Linked DNA regions of Danio rerio: regions 1 and 3 are each linked to region 2. A link is a contact called in public Hi-C and HiCAR-type data. All regions are on one chromosome and are shown on one strand. Each heading gives the region's core, a stretch centred on a gene start, on an enhancer-like site or on the middle of the called end of the contact. The rest is flanking DNA. Distances are from core to core; before and after follow the strand shown. Region 1 holds the start of tnrc18 (trinucleotide repeat containing 18). Region 2 has its middle 11 kb from the start of actb2. Region 3 overlaps LOC141381253 (a long non-coding RNA gene).

What was found. Hi-C and Micro-C count contacts between places; a contact is called where the count stands out from the background. HiCAR-type assays count read pairs that join an accessible place to other places.
Region 1: a Hi-C map of embryo shows a contact between it and region 2, with 1.7 times the contacts expected there. The contact joins the promoter of tnrc18 here to the enhancer-like site in region 2. A contact is called at or near these places in 6 of 18 Hi-C or Micro-C datasets (embryo and fibroblasts) and 1 of 4 datasets of contacts at active chromatin or transcription factors (caudal fin).
Region 3: a contact with region 2 is called in a HiCAR-type map of caudal fin, with 9 times the contacts expected there. The contact joins two enhancer-like sites. A contact is called at or near these places in 8 of 18 Hi-C or Micro-C datasets (caudal fin, embryo, gastrula embryo and 3 more) and 3 of 4 datasets of contacts at active chromatin or transcription factors (caudal fin, embryo and gastrula embryo).

The regions. Positions count from the first base shown.
Region 1 is chr3:39,334,754-39,339,406 of GRCz12tu, reverse strand. tnrc18 (trinucleotide repeat containing 18) reads right to left here and starts at 1,346. Exons shown (of 30, transcript XM_073944922.1): 1 at 1,220-1,346.
Region 2 is chr3:39,471,769-39,476,312 of GRCz12tu, reverse strand. No RefSeq gene overlaps it. Among named protein-coding and RNA genes, the nearest start is that of actb2, 11 kb to the left of the region's middle. Within about 2 kb of position 2,397, at least 22 of the 62 cell types and tissues checked have an H3K27ac peak or open chromatin away from gene starts, as enhancers often do.
Region 3 is chr3:39,313,506-39,317,858 of GRCz12tu, reverse strand. The region is part of intron 2 of LOC141381253 (a long non-coding RNA gene); the gene reads left to right. Among named protein-coding and RNA genes, the nearest start is that of tnrc18, 22 kb to the left of the region's middle. Within about 2 kb of position 1,533, at least 3 of the 62 cell types and tissues checked have an H3K27ac peak or open chromatin away from gene starts, as enhancers often do.

The DNA of each region.
Region 1 (4,653 bases), core at 97-2,596, 140 kb after region 2:
TTATTTAGTGATAAAAGCAGCGGTGATGGAAGGTGACAGCTTGGAGCGCAGGAATAAATCACACAGAAAATGGAAGGCTTTCGCTTTGAGCCTGCATATAAAAAGTGTCATTTTGCATTATTGATCTCCTGGAAACTATGACCGGGATGATGGATGCCTGAGTTTCTGTAAACCTGCATGGATTTCGAAAAACATATCAAGTGCATGCATTGGGAATCCAGTTCAATATTTCATTGCTTTTGACCACAATCAAGGTTATTGTTTTTTTTTTTTTTGTGGCCTGGCAAATGTGTTGTGAAATATTGACATCATGTACATAAAAAAAGCAATAAGCTTGACGGAAAAATGATTACGACTTAATATACAAGCAGACAATATAGCCAATACAATGCTTTCAAAGATACTAAAACAAAAACATTTTGCACAACTATTTAAGCAAATATCAGTCTTTTAGTTTCACTAATTATATATTATTTCTGCAGTTTAATTATACTTCAATTTAGATATTAATTTTTATACTCAAAGATACTTTTCACTGTACTTTTAAAATCCAGCGAAATTAAAATGAAGTTTTTAGATGTTAGTAGCATTATGCTAAGGTAAGCTACAGTTGAAGTTTGTAATTATAAGCCCTCTGTTAATTTTTTCACCCAATTTCTATTTAACTGAGAGCAGATTTTTTCAACACGTTTCTAAACATATAGTTTTAATAACTCATTTCTAATAACTGATTTATTTTATCTTTGCCATGATGACAGTAACTAATATTTTACTGGATATTTTTCAAGACACTTCTTTACAGTTTAAAGTGACATTTAAAGGCTTATCTGGGTTAATTAGGTTAATTAAGCAGGTTAGGGTAATTAGGCAAATTATTGTATAAAGGTGGTTTGTTATGTAAAAAATATAGCTTAAATGGGTTAATAATTTTGACCTTAAAATGGTATTAAAAATTTAAAAACTTTTTTTTTTCTAGCCGAAATAAAACAAAAAAGTCTTTCTCCGGAAGAAAAAATATTATCAGATATACTGTGAAAATTTCCTTGCTCTGTTAAACATAATTTGGGAAATATTTAAAGAAGAAAAAAAGAATTCAAAGGGGGGCTAATAAGTCTGACTTCAACTGTATATGTGCTCTAAAACAGAGAAAAAATTAACATTTAGAGGATAGAAACATTAAAAGCTTTTGGTTTGTCACCTCCACCAGATTTTCTGTTACCTTATACTTCAGCTTCTCATCAAATCTTGATCAGTCAAATGTTCTTGAGTATCTGACATGTCCAGACCTGTCCCTTCTCATTTGCTGTCCTTTGATGCTCTTGATCTCATCCACTCTCACTGGCAGAGCTGTGACAAAACAAAACGGTTTGTTTTAAAGGAGAGGAGCTATTCTATGTCCCACCCTCTCTTTATGTTGAGATTACATCAAACCTCAAATAAAAAATGCACATTTCAAAAAGGCCTTTAGGACATATTTGTGAAATAAATTCCTATGTACACAACAAGAAAAGATCGGTTTAGTTTTCTACATGCTTTTTTTTTTTTTAATAAATTTAAATTAAATCTAAACAAAATACTTTAAATATTTTCAAAACTAAAAATTCTGTCATCATTTACTTACTATTTACTTGTTTTAAACCTTTATGAGTTTATTTCTGTTGAACACAAAAGATGTATTGAAGAAAACCTACAACCATTGGCCATAGTGTTTCTATAGTATTTATTTTTCCTATGGAAGTCAATGGTTACAGGTTTTCAGCATTCTTAAAAATATCTTTTTGCTTGTTTTAAAAAAAACTCATAAAGGTTTGGAACCACTTGAAGGCAAAAAAGAGTAAATAATAAAATGATAGAAAATAAACAATTTTGGGAGATTTTTCCCTTAAAGTGGTTACATTTGAAATCCTATTCAATTAAAATAGTAAACAGCTCCCCACAACCCCCCTCTATTTCATTATGGCTCAAAGATTGGTCTTCTTTTTAAAACTTGGGAAAATTAAATAGGCTTATTCATAAACAATACCACAACTTTAAAAATCGAGAACTCTGCAAAGAAGAAAAGGACAGCTAAGCTCTTTCTGTTGGTGATTTAAGGAAGCTCTGAAGTTTCACATCAAGTAACTAAAAGAAGAAATAACTGCAGCTATCAAAACTGGTAAGCCAAAGATGCTACAGAGAGTGTGGAGAGAGTCATATTGAACATCTATGAACTTGTTTTTTCCTGAAAAAAAAAAAAAACGTTAAGTCTCTTCACATTGATTAATTTCTCAAGGTTCCATCTTGTTTCTTTAATTACATACAGATTTTCGAAGTTGTGGTATTTTTTTAATTACACCTGTACAACATAAGTGGTAGGGGAGAACAGTTTTTTGAAAAATGGCAACAATTTATTGCATTCTTTAGTGACTTAAAAACCTTAAATGTGGATTTGTTGAAGTTATATGGGTCTATATGTATATATATAGTTGAAGTCAGAATTATTAGCCCCCTGTGTATTTTCCCCCCAATTTCTGTTTAACAGAGTGAAGATTTTTTTCAACACATTTCTAAGCATAATAGTTTTATTAACTCATTTCTAATAACTGATTTATTTTATTTTTGCCATGATGACAGTAAATAATATTTGGTTAAATATTTTTTCAAGACACTTCTATACAGCTTAAAGTGACATTTAAACGCTTAACTAGGTAAATTAGGCAACTAGGCAGGTTAGGGTAATTAGGCAAGTTATTGTATAACGATGGTTTGTTCTGTAGACTATCGAAAAACTTCCTAATGTCCTTAAAATGGTTCATAAAAAATTAAAAACTGCTTTTATTCTAGCCGAAATAAAACAAATAAGACTTTCTCAAGAAAAAATATTATCAGACATACTTTGAAAATTTCCTTGCTCTGTTAAAGAATCGTTTAGGAAATATTTAAAAGAGAAAAAAAATCAAAGGGGGGCTAATTATTCTGACTTCAACTGTATATGGTTTGTTATGATTAGTTTTTTTTCTGTATTTGTATTTATTTTATTATTTTTTTTCAGATGTTGATTGTTTTATTTGAGGATCGTTTTGTTGGGGCTAGATAGGATTGTACATGGTGTGTGGGTTGTTGTAAAATGTAAAATAGTATTTGCAAGAATAAAAGTTCTATGACAAAAAAAAAATGCAAAAATGAAACTAGAAACCACGTGTACTTAATTACACTTTTAATTATATCTTCATGGTCAAAACACAGAGAACAAGTATAGTTGAAATATAAATTTTTTTAAGATAATTTTTTTATTAGCACACGCATAAAAATATTTTCATATTTTTAAGGTTAAAAGAAGTAAAAAAAGACTCCAAGAGATACGTTAGTGCACCCAAACATGAAAATTAGCTCATCACTGACTCCCTCATTAGAATTTAAACCTTTATGAGATTATTCGTCTTTCGGATGAGAGGTTAAACCGAGGCCCTGACTGTCTGCGGTCCTTAAAAATCCCAGGATGTCCTTTGAAAAGAGTAGGGGTTTAACCCCTGGCATCCTGGCCAAATTTGCCCTCAGGCCTCTGTCCATCATGGCCTCCTAAACATCCCCATATCATAATTGGCTTCATCACTCTCTCTCCTCTACACCAATCAGCTGATGTGGGGTGTGTGGTCTAGAGCAATATGGCTGCCTTTACATCATCCAGGTGGATGCTGCACACTGGTGGTGGATGAGGAGACCCCCCCCCCCCCTGTTGTCCATGATGATATTTTGTAAAATGTTGTGGCATGCACCGACTTCCATTGAAAGAAAAATAAGCAACTCAATAGTGCCAGCAATCAGCATTTTTCAAAGTATCTGCTTTTGTGTTCAACAGAAGAAAGAAACCTAAATACAGTAGGTTTGGAGCAAATGAAGAAGAGTAAGGAAACCATGGCAGATTTTTCATTTAATTGATTGCAAAATGTTCATTTTTTGTGAACTATCTCTTTAAATAAGCTAGTAAACCACAGCAACACAGCAGCTGCTGGAATGAAACAATCTAATCTTTATTTTTTACATAAGAAATGAGCTTTTATGCAACAAACCAGATCATACGACAACATGAACTAACCACTGTTTGCAAAAACAGCGCACAGTGGCTTTTGAAGTTTGCTAGCTATTGTGCAAAAATAGCATAGCGTGACAAAAACAAACCCGTTAATATGCACTGTCTCATTGTGAATGCACCCACACATCATTTTCATCTACCCGTATGCGGTTTGCGTAGTCTGTGAATCTGAGGCCTCTGGAGCGCTGGTGTGTCAGCCTCCATCAGCCACAACATGAACGCCATTTCTGTGCATAAAAAACAGAAAAAGGCAAAAAAAGACACCACAGCTCACCCCAGGAGCCAAACAATACCTTACAGTTACACTCGCTCTGTTCAGCATTCTTTTAATCATGACATCATGAGGATCGGCTTCCTCCTCTGAAAAGGCGCCCAGATGCAGCTGCTCGTGTCACTCCACAAAGCAGACAAGTGCACGCAGATGAGAGAGAAGCTTCGGCGCTTTGGCACAAAAGCAACTTCGTATTACAAGAATGAAAGACAAATGTTTGAAAGACTTTAATGAAACTGTCACTGTTGATGATCTACATCCAGCTGACGGTGTCGGGCTAATGCTCAGGAAATGCGCGCATGTTGCTAAC
Region 2 (4,544 bases), core at 1,148-3,647:
GAACTAATAAACTATAAAAAAACTAATAAGCTACAGTAACTTTATTCCTTCGTGTTGTCTCAACACAAATCAATAGTGTTGAACCCAACATTTTTACAGTGAATGAATTATGTTGCTTGTTCAAATTTCTTATTTAAAATGAGCTGAAACAAAACAATTTTGGAGATTTGTTTAGGGAAACTTAACTAAAGTTAATGTAACCTTAATGGATTTGTGTGACATGAATGACCTGTGCACTGAAAAAAATTATTTCTGCAAAACCATTACAAAAAATTTAAATGTGTTAAATTTAAACAAACAAACTAAATTTAGTAATGTTCAACTTAATTTGTTTGTTTAAATTCAGCCCAAATAAACTGTTTTTAAACCCTTACCTTAAATAATTTAGTAAATCCAGCAAATCAACTTTGAAATATTTTTTTTTTAGTGTGTGCAACCCTGCATTTTTTACAGAAACATACACTGTAAAAAATGCAGGGTTCCACACAATTCATTCATGTTATCCCAACACAAATCGATTACGTTAACTTAACACTTTCAACAAATTTATGTGGTTTTTTATGTGGTTTATGTGGTTTGAGCATAAAAAAACGGGTTGTCCAAATGAAATCTCAAGAATTATGTTGTTTCAGTCTATTTTAATTAAGTAGTTTAAAAAAGGAAAAAATATATATATTTTTAATGTATGCCAGAATAGTTGGTGGTTCATTCCACTGTGGCAACTGCTGATAAATAAAGGATGAAGCCTAAGGACAATGAATGAATAAACAAATTTATTTTCAAATATCTTTTATGTACTTTTTAACAGAGAGATTTTTTAAACACACCATTATATGATGCATACATGCAGAAATTTACAGGAAATTTCAGTAATTTAAAGTCTGTAAATTTATGGTAATTTTCTGTAATTTAAAGTCTGTTAATTTACCGTAAATTTCTGTAATTTACAGTCTGTTAATTTACCGTAAATTTCTGTAATTTAAAGTCTGTTAATTTACTATAAATTTCTGTAATTTAACGGCTGTAATTTTACATTATTGTTTTTTTTTTCTGGCACTGCAGCTGCTGGAAAAATGACATAAAATAACAATGTTTTTTCAGTGTACTTTAACCTTTATCGAACAAAACATATTTAACAAGTTATTTAGCAAGACGCTGCAGCTTAAAATGCAATTTAAAGGCTTAACTGGGTTATTCAGGTTAAGGTTATGTCAATTAGGAAATTTATTAGACAACAGGGGTTTGTTCAATAAAGAAATTGGGGGAAAACTTCTTAAGAGGGCTAATAATATTGAGCATAGCAGCTTTTATTTATCTTAAAAAAAAATTTATTAAAAAATATCTTCCCAACCAAACTAACAAATAAGATGTTCTTCAGGAAAAAAAAAAACATAATAGGAATTACTAAACTCAAAAAATGCTTGCTGTTTGTTCAAACTGCTCATAAAAAGAGATAAAACAACACAATCTATAAGTTTTTTGTGGATCAACTTAATTGTTTTATGTTCAAGCCACTTAAGAAGAAATAAGTTAATCTCATCCCTTCATGTTGTCCCAATACAAATTGACTGTGTGGAACTCATTTTTACAGTGTGTGAAAATTTTCCTTGTTCTGCTACACATCACCTATTTGAAAAACTATTTATATTTCACAGGAGGGCTAAACATTTTGTCCTTAACAAAATAAATACATGCATCCCATCAGTCTGTCCCATATTCCACGATAAATATGGCCATCCATCCTACTTTAATTGTTGTTTTCTCCTCAAATCTCTCAAGCGTTAAGCAGTAAACACAATGAACACAAATCTGGTGTATATCTCATAATCAGAGTTAATCTGAATTCACTTCCACCCCCAGCACACACACACACACACACACACACACACACACACACACACACACACACACACACACACACACACACACACACACACACACACACACACACACACGTCATTCTTCCTTCAGCTCAGCCTCCCACATACATCCATCCATCTCACGCCCGCGTCTCCTGATTGTGCTGCGCTGTTTTCACGCAGGCCACGCACGACTGTTCCCCTCCATTCATGATGAAATAATTACACAGAGGTACAAGCCACTAATAAGAGAGTATAGTGGGCGACAGAGAAATCAGCATTCAGGACGCGATTCCTCATTGATTGCACAATCATTGCAGAGACTCATTTAGTTTATGATTGATTGCCTAATGCAAAACACGCTCGCCGATGTTTTAATTTTGTTGTGATTTTGTAATGAAGAGAAAGAAGGGTTTCTGCAGGAGGTGTTGGATGAACTCTATCAGATGCATTGTCTTCGGGCTCCTGTAGAGATGCGGTCAAATGAGCACTGAAGGTCTCAGAGCAATTTTGTGGAGGCTCGCCGTGTCCGACCGAGCGTGTAGGAGGATCCTGAGCTCTGCATGTGTCAGCTCCGAGACATGCGGCTCTGCGTGACCGCTGGTATTATAGTATTATTGAGAAACTATAGGGTCAAAGATGAGACGTCCAGTTTTGGTGTCTGTTTTACAGTGTACAATTTGCAAGGATTTTTATGTAGATGCATGTCAAGTGCCTAATGTTTAAGTATCATAAAAAAATCTAAATATGGTGGGAAAACGTGCTTATTCTGACCTACTGAAATATACAAACAAATCATATACTAAATAATACTACTTTAGTTTAGGTCATAACTCATGCTGCTGCCTGCTTATTATTAAGATATGCATTGTTTATTACACTGTAAAACCCAATAAGTTTTGTAACCCAAACCGTTTGAAACCGATTGCAACAAACCATTTAAGTTTGTAAAAACGAATACTAACGAGTGCTGTAAATGTAATCCATTTGAGTAAATGAAGCAATTTAAGCACAGTAAAACCTGATAAATGAAGAGAACTCAAACCAACTGAGTACTGTAAAACCCAATAAGTTAAGGGAACTCAAACTGTTTGAGGAAACCGATCACTACAAACCATTCGAGGTAAAATAAATAAATAAATAAATAATAATAATCTATATAAGAACTGTGAACTTACTCCATTTAGGTTGAAGTAATGAGGTATTTAATCAACATATTACCTCTAACACTGAGTTCAAAACTCTTTTCAAATTAGTAGAGTTAACTTTCAATAAATTTTGAGTTAACTACATTCATTTCATTTGATAAAGTTGACTATTGGGTTTTACAGTGCAGGTGAGTGCAGAAACTCAATTCAAAGTACTGGGGTAAAAAAAAACTGTCATATTTTAAATACATGGCAGGTGAAAATGGAAATGATTGCAGTACTTTTTTGTCCAGTCTGAGACCCACTTTATATAATTTATCTTTCAGGTACTGAAGATCACTGATTCGTAAAGAAATCAGACCTTAAACGTGGCAATTTTATAATGGAAAGACAGGAAGTCCTGTAGCTGGCTGGCTAAAAAATTAAAGTCTCTGTGCATATAGACCATTAGTAGTTTATTAAGCTAGTAGTGTTTACAGTACATTTCTGTAATTCAATTTTAAGTAATTTATTTAACTTTTTTTTTTTTTTTCCGGCACTCCAGCTGCCAGAAATAAACCGTAAAATTACAATTTTTTTTACAGTGTAGTTTAAAAAAGCGGAAGAAGAAGAATTGTTCAGAGACGTGGGTCGTCAATGTCGCGATTATAAATGTGCTGCAACGAAGGTTTTGTTTCTCTTTCCTCGCGATGAAAGCATATGCGTGTGAAACCACACGTTATGATTTCAGAGGTCTGCTAACACGCAACAAAAATATGTTTGTAAAAAACATGTTCACCTGAGAACTTTTTACATCTGGAAATGGTGAAATCCGGATTTGCCACTCATCTGACGCGCTTACAGTTCCTGTTGATTGTCCTGCCTCTACAGGTAAGTGTGCTCTTTCAGCTTTTGAAGACATTTATTACTTAGTGAAATGATGGGCATTACTAAGTAGTTTACATTAATAATACTACAATATTATGGACTGAAAATGCTTTTGTAATTTTGTACCTTTAAGGGACTTTGAGGTACACATTTGTACTTTTTAGGTATTAAAATGTACCTGTAAGAATCTTTTAAGAAAAAAATTGTATCATTTGAAAAGGTACCATACCAGTGACATGTTTTGTTTACCATTATTTCTGAGAGTGCAGTTTTTAATTATTTCTTCAAACATTTCCTGTTTTAAATATTCCTGACAAAATATTTTGGAATATAAAACAATGGTAAACTGTCTGACAGAGGAAATCTCCTTTTAAAATTATAAGACAAGAGATGTGTATTTTGTTATGCCGCAGCTTATTTTGATTTATAACTCTGTATCTACAGTGATCCTCCACCTGAAACTGAAAGGAGAAATGATCTGATTTCCCAGTGAATATAGATCTAGTCTGTAGATGCTCAGTATCTGTAAAGATCTAGGCTTTTCAAGAAGTAAATGTTTTCATCATCCTCTGAAGTATAATTGATCAGATACAGTGTCCTTGTAAAGTTTCATTTGAAAAAGAGCTTCTTCCACTTTTAGTACAGGACCCATTTCCTGCACAGCCCAGGG
Region 3 (4,353 bases), core at 284-2,783, 160 kb after region 2:
TGACAGGAGAGTACGTGCACAAAGCAACTGGGATTAAAAGATCCGTTTAACCCTTTGTGATCGTCTGCACCTCAATAATGAGTTTTATAAATTTTAAACGTTTCTAAAACAGTGCATGTTTGTAATAATGACAGTAAAATCACTATGTAATTCAATTAAAAGTACATTCGTCACCTTAGAATTATAAGGTTCTATCTGCGTTCTGAATGATTTTGAGATATTGAGCTTCAAAGTTTTTGCATTCCATAGCAAACAGTATGTGTCTTAAAGTCTTAAAATGCAAACAACTTATAAAAAGCATCCCACAATGTAAATAAGTTATCATTTAAAAAGAATATGTCAATTTTGACAAAATTGTCTTATAGAACCTTATAATTCTAAGGTGACAAATTATAAAAAAGAAACTTCAATCCTGAATTGTGAACGTTAAATCAGGTTTACTTTGTACAATAATATAACGGACGTCCATACAGCAGTGGATATTATTGTGTATTCTGTCATATTTACCGTGCAAATCTAAACGTGTGTGTGTGTGTGTGTGTGTGTATGTGTGCATGAACTTTATAGCAACATTGTGTGTGACTCGTTGTTGCAAATATAATAAATAACAGTAGGGAAGTTCTTACTTTAGTAAGGGAGATCTGCTGCATTCTTGTCTGTCACTGTGCTGTTTATCTATGTAAAGGCTACAGCTCTGACACACACTTGGCAAACGGTGGGCGAGAACTAGCTCATTTTCATTAAAGGCACAGGCAACAAAAACAGCTACAATGTCTTAATAGCTCAAATTCCCCAGATTTAAAAAGGTACAAAAATAATCTGATGAGTGTTTTTAGCTGAAACATTACAGACACAGTCTGGAGACACAAAATCTTATCTTAAATCGTGAAAAAGAGGTAAAATAGGCGTACTTTAAAATATTTTGTTTACTATTTAATTAAATGATTCTTATTAAATCAAATTGTTGCTATAGAAAAAAAAACTATTCTCATACTAAAAAACTTTAGTGGGTCTTCTGCACTATTAGACTTTAGTTATTATAATAGTTATTAACTGCAAAAATGGCCAGTAAAATACCAGATACATCCTTTACAGTTTACAACTGTAATATGAACTGCATTGTGGGTCATTTTAAAACTTTCTTTTACAATAACTTACTGTATATTAGGAATTTGTGGTATTCTACTGTAATCAAATACTGCTACTGTAATTGAAGACAAAGGTGAGACAGTTAATGCAAAAAATAGTCACTTGTTTGGAATTTATTAAGTCCCCATTATGTTATTTAAACCCTTCTCATACAATGCTATTTTCTGAAAATAAGGAATGGACAGCATAAACTAGCCTGAACCAGCATGAAAATCCACACTAATCAGGTCTTTTCAGCAGGGAAATCTTAGCTTGCTAACATGATATCTTAAGCTTGTGTAGAACGAGATGATGTTAAGTGATACTTGTAGTTCTTCAACAATGTGTTTTTGTCTTCAGTTTCAGCTGCGTCTGTCCAGCGTTTCTCTGTCATTGTGAGTCATGTAGTGTAGCCGCATTAGCGCCTTCACAGTAAAGTCAGACTCTTAGCACTGTCTAGAGCAGCTGTGTCAAAAGTAGCCTCTCCAGTCTGCTCATTACAGTCCCTGTATCCCTGCCATTAACTGGGTTATGGTAATTAAGACACCCGCAAGTGGCTATTACAAGACCCTTGACTGTTGGATAACTTAAAACAGCCAACATGGAAATTAACGCGCTAGGACTGACGCAAACACTGAAGTGCTCCATCTGTTGGATGAGTCGAAAATGACTATTACACTGTTACTGCATACCAGTTTGAGTATTTGTCCAAAACAAGATTTATACACAATTTTATCCTTTATTATGGTTTAAAGGGCCCCAATTTACCTTTTTATACAAGATTTAAGTCTTTGGTTTCTCTAGAATGTGTCCAGCTCAAAATACCCATCCGACTGTTTATTATACAATGCAGAATATGCCCATTTTGAGCTCAAACAAAGTCTAGCTGTAGCCTGTGTTTTTAAATGCAAATGAGCTGGTTCTCCCACCGTTCCCACATTTGTACAAGTGTATCTGTATCTGCGAACTGCAAGACGAGGGCATAAGATGAAGGGGCATAACTTGTAGTAAGTTAGAGGCATACCTAGCAGTTATCGAGATCCCATTGAACCAAATGTTTTTATGGGTTTTCTCCAAATTTATCCACAACCAATTTATTTGATATATTTTTATATTTATTCATTTAGCAACTCCACTCCCAGACTTCTTCATCCGTTTTGTCATGACAGTTAATCTACTCAGCGTCGCCCTTTGTGGTTGCAAATAACAGTACAGTGGCGAGCGCGTCAAGTATGAAAGCCTCTGAAACTCGCAGGTGTAAGTTAAAAACTGTGATGGTTGGGTTTAGGGTTGGGGAAAGTGTAGACGTTAATAACTGACACGGTTGGGTTTAGGGTTGGGGAAGGTGTAGATGTTAATAACTGTGATGGTTGGGTTTAGGGTTGGGGAAGGTGTAGACGTTAATAACTGTGATAGTTGGGTTTAGGGTTGGGGAAGGTGTAGACGTTAATAACTGTGATAGTTGGGTTTAGGGTTGGGGAAGGTGTAGACGTTAATAACTGTGATGGTTGCGTTTAGGGTTGGGGATGGTGTAGACGTTAATAACTGTGATAGTTGGGTTTAGGGTTGGGGAAGGTGTAGACGTTAATAACTGTGATGGTTGGGTTTAGGGTTGGGGATGGTGTAGACGTTAATAACTTTGATGGTTGGGTTTAGGGTTGGAGAAGGTGTAGACGTTAATAACTGTGATGGTTGGGTTTAGGGTTGGGGATGGTGTAGACGTTAATAACTGTGATGGTTGGGTTTAGGGTTGGGGATGGTGTAGACGTTAATAACTGTGATGGTTGGGTTTAGGGTTGGGGATGGTGTAGACGTTAATAACTGTGATGGTTGGGTTTAGGGTTGGGGAAGGTGTAGACATTAATAACTGGGATGGTTGGGTTTAGGGTTGGGGATGGTGTAGACGTTAATAACTGTGATGGTTGGGTTTAGGGTTGGGGATGGTGTATACGTTAATAACTGTGATGGTTGGGTTTAGGGTTGGGGATGGTGTAGACGTTAATAACTGTGATGGTTGGGTTTAGGGTTGGGGGTGGTGTAAACGTTAATACCTGTGATGGTTGGGTTTAGGGTTGGGGAAGGTGTAGACGTTAATAACTGTGATGGTTGGGTTTAGGGTTGGGGAAGGTGTAGACATTAATAACTGGGATGGTTGGGTTTAGGGTTGGGGAAAGTGTAGACGTTAATAACTGACACGGTTGGGTTTAGGGTTGGGGATGGTGTAGACGTTAATAACTGTGATGGTTGGGTTTAGGGTTGGGGAAGGTGTAGACGTTAATAACTGTGATAGTTGGGTTTAGGGTTGGGGAAGGTGTAGATGTTAATAACTGTGATAGTTGGGTTTAGGGTTGGGGAAGGTGTAGACGTTAATAACTGTGATGGTTGGGTTTAGGGTTGGGGAAGGTGTAGACGTTAATAACTTTGATGGTTGGGTTTAGGGTTGGGGATGGTGTAGACGTTAATAACTGTGATGGTTGGGTTTAGGGTTGGGGATGGTGTAGACGTTAATAACTGTGATGGTTGGGTTTAGGGTTGGGGGTGGTGTAAACGTTAATACCTGTGATGGTTGGGTTTAGGGTTGGGGAAGGTGTAGACGTTAATAACTGTGATGGTTGGGTTTAGGGTTGGGGAAGGTGTAGACATTAATAACTGGGATGGTTGGGTTTAGGGTTGGGGAAAGTGTAGACGTTAATAACTGACACGGTTGGGTTTAGGGTTGGGGATGGTGTAGACGTTAATAACTGTGATGGTTGGGTTTAGGGTTGGGGAAGGTGTAGACGTTAATAACTGTGATAGTTGGGTTTAGGGTTGGGGAAGGTGTAGATGTTAATAACTGTGATAGTTGGGTTTAGGGTTGGGGAAGGTGTAGACGTTAATAACTGTGATGGTTGGGTTTAGGGTTGGGGATGGTGTAGACGTTAATAACTGTGATGGTTGGGTTTAGGGTTGGGGATGGTGTAGACGTTAATAACTGTGATGGTTGGGTTTAGGGTTGGGGGTGGTGTAAACGTTAATACCTGTGATGGTTGGGTTTAGGGTTGGGGAAGGTGTAGACGTTAATAACTGTGATGGTTGGGTTTAGGGTTGGGGAAGGTGTAGACATTAATAACTGGGATGGTTGGGTTTAGGGTTGGGGAAAGTGTAGACGTTAATAACTGACACGGTTGGGTTTAGGGTTGGGGATGGTGTAGACGTTAATAACTGTGATGGTTGGGTTTAGGGTTG